Linked DNA regions of Ovis aries: region 2 is linked to region 1. Evidence: chromatin contacts called from public Hi-C data. All regions are on one chromosome and are shown on one strand. The core of a region is the stretch at or near the end of the contact, and the rest is flanking DNA. Distances in the headings are between cores, read along the strand shown. Region 1 has its middle 47 kb from the start of TRPV4. Region 2 has its middle 22 kb from the start of MVK.

Region 1 (2,839 bases), core at 5-2,504:
GGGATGCTAATAGAAACAAATAAAAACTTGGCTGATAGAAAAAGTTAGGGAAATGCTGGGCTAAATCTGGAAGGCTATCTTCCCTGCGGGCTTCCCATGTGGCGCTAGTTGTAAAGAGCCTGCCTGCTAATGCAGGAGACCGAAGAGATGTGGGCTTGATCCTTGGGTTGGAAAGTTCTGGAGGAGGGATAGGCTACCCATTCCAATATTCTTGGGCTTCTCTGGTGGCTCAGATGGTAAAGAATCTGCCTGCAGTGGAGGAGACCTGCGTTTGATCCCTGGCTTGGGAAGATCCCCTGGAGGAGGGCATGGCGACCCACTCCAGTATTCTTGTCTGGAGAATCCCCATGGTCAGAGGAGCCTGGCAGGCTACAGTCCATGGGGTCGCAAAGAGTCGGACACGACTGAAGTCACTGAGCACGCACGCATGCACATCTCCCCTGCAGGACTTTTCAGAACCTTTAATATCTAATGTGATTTAGCATATTAAATCCATGTGCAAATAATATGCTAATATACATCTCCAAGGTGCTGGAGGGAGGGTGAACCAGGCCTTGGTTTCTCAAACTCTTTTAACCTAGAAACCCACTTTGCAATGTGAAAATCAGCCTCTGGTGATGACAGGAATAATGCACCTTCAGAAGAGGCTCCATGCCGCCTAGAAGACTTGACTGCTGCTGCTGAGTTGCTCAGTCGTGTCCGAGTCTCTGCCACCCCATGGACTTCAGCCCGCCAGGCTCCTCTGTCCATGGGATTCTCCAGGCAAGAATACTGGAGTGGGTTGCCATGCCCTCTTCCAGGGGATCTTCCCAACCCAGAGATCAAACCCAGGTCTCCTGCATTGCAAGCAGATTCTTTACCACTGAGCCACCAGGGAAGCCCCTCGGACTTGACTACCCTTTTCCTATGTTCAGCCACATGTGGTACGTGCTTTGTAATAGCAGACTCACTTTACACGTGAGAACAGGTGGCTCAAAGAGAGGTAGTCACTTGCCAAAGGCCACATGCCAGTGGGAGGCAGCCTCAGGACTGGAACCCCTGGGCCCCACTGCTCTGGGGCGGGGGGGAGGGGGGTGGCAGGTCCCACTTCCAGCACTAATTTGCCGTCATCCTGGTCACACATCACGTAATGCTGTCCCAGCCCTACAAATGCCACCACCACTCCTGACCGAGGCCCAGGGCCACACATGGAGTCTATGGGAGCGGGCCAGTTTTCCTGCCTCCTGCCTCCTCCTCTCCCCTTGTCACTCTCTGGTGAGCAAGTGGTGATTTAAACAAAAAAGCCTTTTGTTCCCCCTGGCTTGCCCAGCCACTGTGGCTGGGCCCCACCTTCCAACGGCCAGCGAAGGGGGGCCCCCGTAGTGACTGCGTGGGCCCTTTAAAGACTCCCGGGATGCGCATGTGCGCTACAGCGCAGGTAAGGGAAACCCAGGCAGGGGAAACCCAGGCGCAGGGCAGGCAGGGCACGCGGAGTCCCAGGTGTAGCTCAGCGCTGCGGAGCGAGGTCGAAGTCGCTGCTCTGAGGCCAGGCGGGGATGGAAATGGGAGCGGGATCTAAAGGCTGGGATGAGACAAGAAGACATAGAGCCACCCCACGAAGGTGAGTGTCCCTGCCATGGACGCCCCCGCACTTAAAGGTTTGCCGAAGTCCTCCCGCGCATCTGAGGCCTCTGGAACATGGAGTAATCTAACTGTTGTTATGATGGGAAGTGGTAGTAATATACGTGGTTCCAGCGCATGGCTACCAGACTAGACAGCTCAGCTCTAACTAGGGATGAACCCCAGATACTCAGAGAGGGAGAAGCTTCTAATGTCTTTATAAAGGGAAGGCAGGCAGCTCTGGAGGGGGAGCAGGCGGCTCCTCTCTGCCTCCATCACCACAGGAGGTCCCAGCAGCGCAGGGTGTGGGAACCAATGCTGAATCTGCGTTCTGGAGCCAGACAGGCCGTGTGCAGGGATCGGTGGTGGTTTTAGTCTCTGCATAGCAGTTAAGAGCTTCGATTCTGAATCAGAAAGCCGGTGTTCTGCCCCCGCCCACCCCTTCTCTGAGCCCCATCCTGAACTGTGTGAACTTAGGCAAAGTGATCGCCCTTCTCTGGTCTTGCTGGCCTCAGGTATACCACGTACACCTGAACTGTGGCGAGACCTACCTACTACTTAGCACTGAGCCTTGGGGCCTGTGTGCCTGCACTAACCGGGCTGCAATTGTAGTGATGATAATATCGTAAACACCTGCACTGCTCCTCTATCTGGTTTTAAAGAGGCTGGAGAGCCCTTTGAGCTCAGCTCCCTCAGCTCCCAGGGAGAAGAAACCCGGACAAGGTACCCAGGGAGCTGGTGCTAGGATGGAGCTGGGTCCTGAGGTCAGGCCCCGACTGGCTGTGCTCCGTGGCCCCACCTGCTTGCCTCTTCACTTGCCCTGCAGAGGGGTCAGGAGGTTTTCCACTGATAGGGGACAGGTCCTCACCCTGCATGTGAGGGACCTGGCCTGGAGGGTGGCTGCAGTCTCTGTCCCCTTGCCTGGCGGACCTGCTGGTGGGCCCAGGACCTGGGGACCCGGGCTACCTAGCATTGGTGTGGAGGTGGCCGCAGCGGTAGCTCTGGGGACAGCCAGACCATGGGTTGCCGCCCTCAGCGCTGAGCCTGCTCTGCCCCGCCCCTCTCCCAAGTGCCCACACTGTGGTCTCCTTGAATCCCATCCCTGGTTCTGGCGTTGCCCTCTTTGGGGATGGACTGGTTCTGGGTCACTTAAAGTACCTATGGTAGGATTTGTACCCAGGGCCTGCTCCCTCCAGAGGCTGGATAGCCCTGGGTGCTGCAATGCCCCTGGTGAGCTTCA
Region 2 (2,749 bases), core at 111-2,610, 150 kb after region 1:
AGCTGCCCCCTCGGTGAGCCCACGAGGGTGGGCGAATGCATGCGTTTGGGCCTCCCCATCCCTTCCCGCTGCTTGGAGGGAGGTGGGGGTGGCCCAGGAGGCAGTGTTGGCAGGACCACGGGTGGGGGTGGGGTGGGGTCCAAGGTGTGTGTGCAGCACGGAGGGCCAAGGGGGCTGGCGGGGTGGGCTGAACCGGCGTTTCTGGGGCAGGTGTGACAACTCATGACAGCGGAGCAGGGACTGGAGGGGGACTTGGGGAGGGTCACCTCCCGAGAAACAGTCCACCACAGCAGCTAAGAGCAGGGCTCGGGGCTCACGCAGACCTGGGTTCAACTTCCACTCTGCCACTTGCTTGCCTCGGGACCTCAGGCAACTCATTTCCCTCTCCTGGGCCTCAGTTTACTCATCAATGGATGAGAACCTCCCTGTCTCCTCTCCCTGAGGGGATTCACAGGGAGAAGTCACCTCAAGTGGTAGGCACGGAGCAGATGCTAGGGATGGCTGCTTCTGGCCACTTGGGAGCTGACAGAGCCACAGGGAGGGGTGTAACTCGCAATGACCAGTGCAGAAGATGGGACATTCTGCAGGATGGCCAGCCATGTAAGGCACATAATGAAGAGAAAAGGGGTGTGTGTGTCTGTGTGTCTGTGTCTGTGTGTGTCTGTGTGTGTGTCTGTGTGTCTGTGTGTGTGCAGGACAGCGGTGCTAGCTTAAGAGAGAATTCAGGGCTGTAACAGTCAGATGCATGGTCCTGGACAGGATTCTGGACATTTGGGAGACAATTAGGAGGAAATGTGCCTATGCTCTGGGCATTGGCGATGAAAGCGTATCATAAGCATGTTGCTGTGCCCCTCTGGGGCTCACCTTCCTCACCTAAGCTGATGATTGAGCCTGGCACAAAGTAGGTGCTAAGAGACAGCCCAGGAGTTGTCCAAAATGAGCTGGAAAGGCAGGCAGCGCTGCAGAAGGGGGTGTGTGCTAGCTTTCTTTTTTTTAAAAAAGAAAAAGCTTTGGCCAGAGAACAAGGATGAAAAGAGGGACCTTGAGAGGGAAAGGGGCGGGGCCAAGGCCACTCAGCCGGGCAGGGCGGCGGCCAGCGCCGCCTAACTCGCCGGGCTGGCAGTGGTCCGCAGGAGCCCGTCTCGGAGAGAAGATGATCCTCACTGACAGGAAGAACAGAGGGCGATGGCAGCAGCTCCTCTGTCAGCAGGGATCACAGTGTCTGCTGCCCGTCTCCCAAGGCGAGACCTCTGCCAGAGTGGGGAAATTTCCTGAGAACTTCAGGCTGTGAGGGTGGGTGTTAAACCGGCTGCAGAGGCTGGGAGCTGCTCCAGATGCTGACTTGAGAAACTGCTGTCCTCGGGCTGGCGGACAGGGTGCGGGGCTGTGCCACCGCGTCTTTGAGGAGGAAGCCAGGAGGCTGGAAAGCCAGTTGTCATTCTCTTGTGTTTCCCAAACAGCAATCCTGGCGGTATCCACCTAGGGGGTTTGAATCAACAGGACTGGGCGCTTCTAATTAGCTCTGTGCACCATTCAGAAATTCTGGACCCTGAGAGACACCCTTGTTTCTCAGTTCAGGACAGTTATAATAAGGTGCATTGGCAGTCCAGTGGTTAAGACTCCTAGCTTCTACTGTGGAAGGTGCAGGTTTGATCCCTGGTTGGAGAAGTTCTGTGTGCCACGTGCTGCAGCCAGCAATTATACTAATCATAATAGTGAGTGTTTTCTGAGTGCTTACAATGTGCTAGGCACTGTGCCAAGGGTGTACGTGCGTTTTCTCATTCAATCTTCATGGAACTCTATAAGGTGGGCGTTACTATTATTTCCATCTTCCCGATGGGGAGCCCGCAGCCTTGAGAGTAGAGGTCAAGGGGCAAGTGGCTGGCAGAGCGAAATGGGGGCCCAGGTAGAGGTGAGCTCTTAGCAGGGATGACTTTAAGCAACATCTAGTTCAGTGACGTCAGCCCTGGCTGCACATTAAAATCACCTGGGAACTTGTGAAGACCACTCAGGATTGAGCCCTTCGAGATGTGTTAAATCAGAAGAGCTGGGGGTCGGGGGAGGCATTTGGGGGTGGTTTCTAGGCGCGGCTCGGAGTGAGAATGCCACACCAGGCAAAACGAGAAGGGCAAGGCTACAAATGCAAATCACCTGCAAATGTGACATCAAAGACAGGTGGCCAGGAGTGGGAGCCCCCAGGCCCATATGGTGGCCAGTGATGGTGGTGGCTCGGGCGAGGCTGCAGGCCAAGGCGTGCCAGGTGGAGGCTTTGGTGGGGCAAGGGTAACGGGTTGGCTCATGCTCCAGGAGAGACACCCGGTCCCCAGGGAGGAAGAGGGAGGGTCTCAAGGAGCAGATAGGTTCTGAGGCCTCGGCCTCTGGACACTCTCCTCGCAGGCCCACCTCGCGCAGTGCGGGAATGTTGTCAACCAGCATCAGCCCTGAGAAGGCATCATGTAGCCCTGACTGCTCATTCAAACCGTGTGGGGAGCTTGCAAAAAACACCCAGGCCCAGGTCCACTCTGACTAAGTACATCAGCGTCCACAGGAAATCAGGAGCCCGAGCGTGGAAAACAGCAAGAATCACAACAAACCTGTGTTTAGGCAGAAGCACAGAGGGGCAGGGGGTTGGTGTTGGAGTCAGACCGTCTGGCGTGGAATCCTGCTTCGGATGCTGCTTAGCTGTGTGGCCTTGGACGAGTTACTCGACCTGAGCTTCAGTTTCCCGATCTGTAAAATGGGACTAGCA

Evidence for each region. Hi-C and Micro-C count contacts between places; a contact is called where the count stands out from the background.
Region 2: a contact with region 1 is called in a Hi-C map of liver, with 8 times the contacts expected there. The contact joins two enhancer-like sites. A contact is called at or near these places in 4 of 16 Hi-C or Micro-C datasets (liver, mixed tissues, muscle and 1 more).

The regions. Positions count from the first base shown.
Region 1 is chr17:63,597,292-63,600,130 of ARS-UI_Ramb_v3.0, forward strand. No RefSeq gene overlaps it. Among named protein-coding and RNA genes, the nearest start is that of TRPV4, 47 kb to the left of the region's middle. Within about 2 kb of position 1,255, at least 5 of the 54 cell types and tissues checked have an H3K27ac peak or open chromatin away from gene starts, as enhancers often do.
Region 2 is chr17:63,748,226-63,750,974 of ARS-UI_Ramb_v3.0, forward strand. No RefSeq gene overlaps it. Among named protein-coding and RNA genes, the nearest start is that of MVK, 22 kb to the right of the region's middle. Within about 2 kb of position 1,361, at least 6 of the 54 cell types and tissues checked have an H3K27ac peak or open chromatin away from gene starts, as enhancers often do.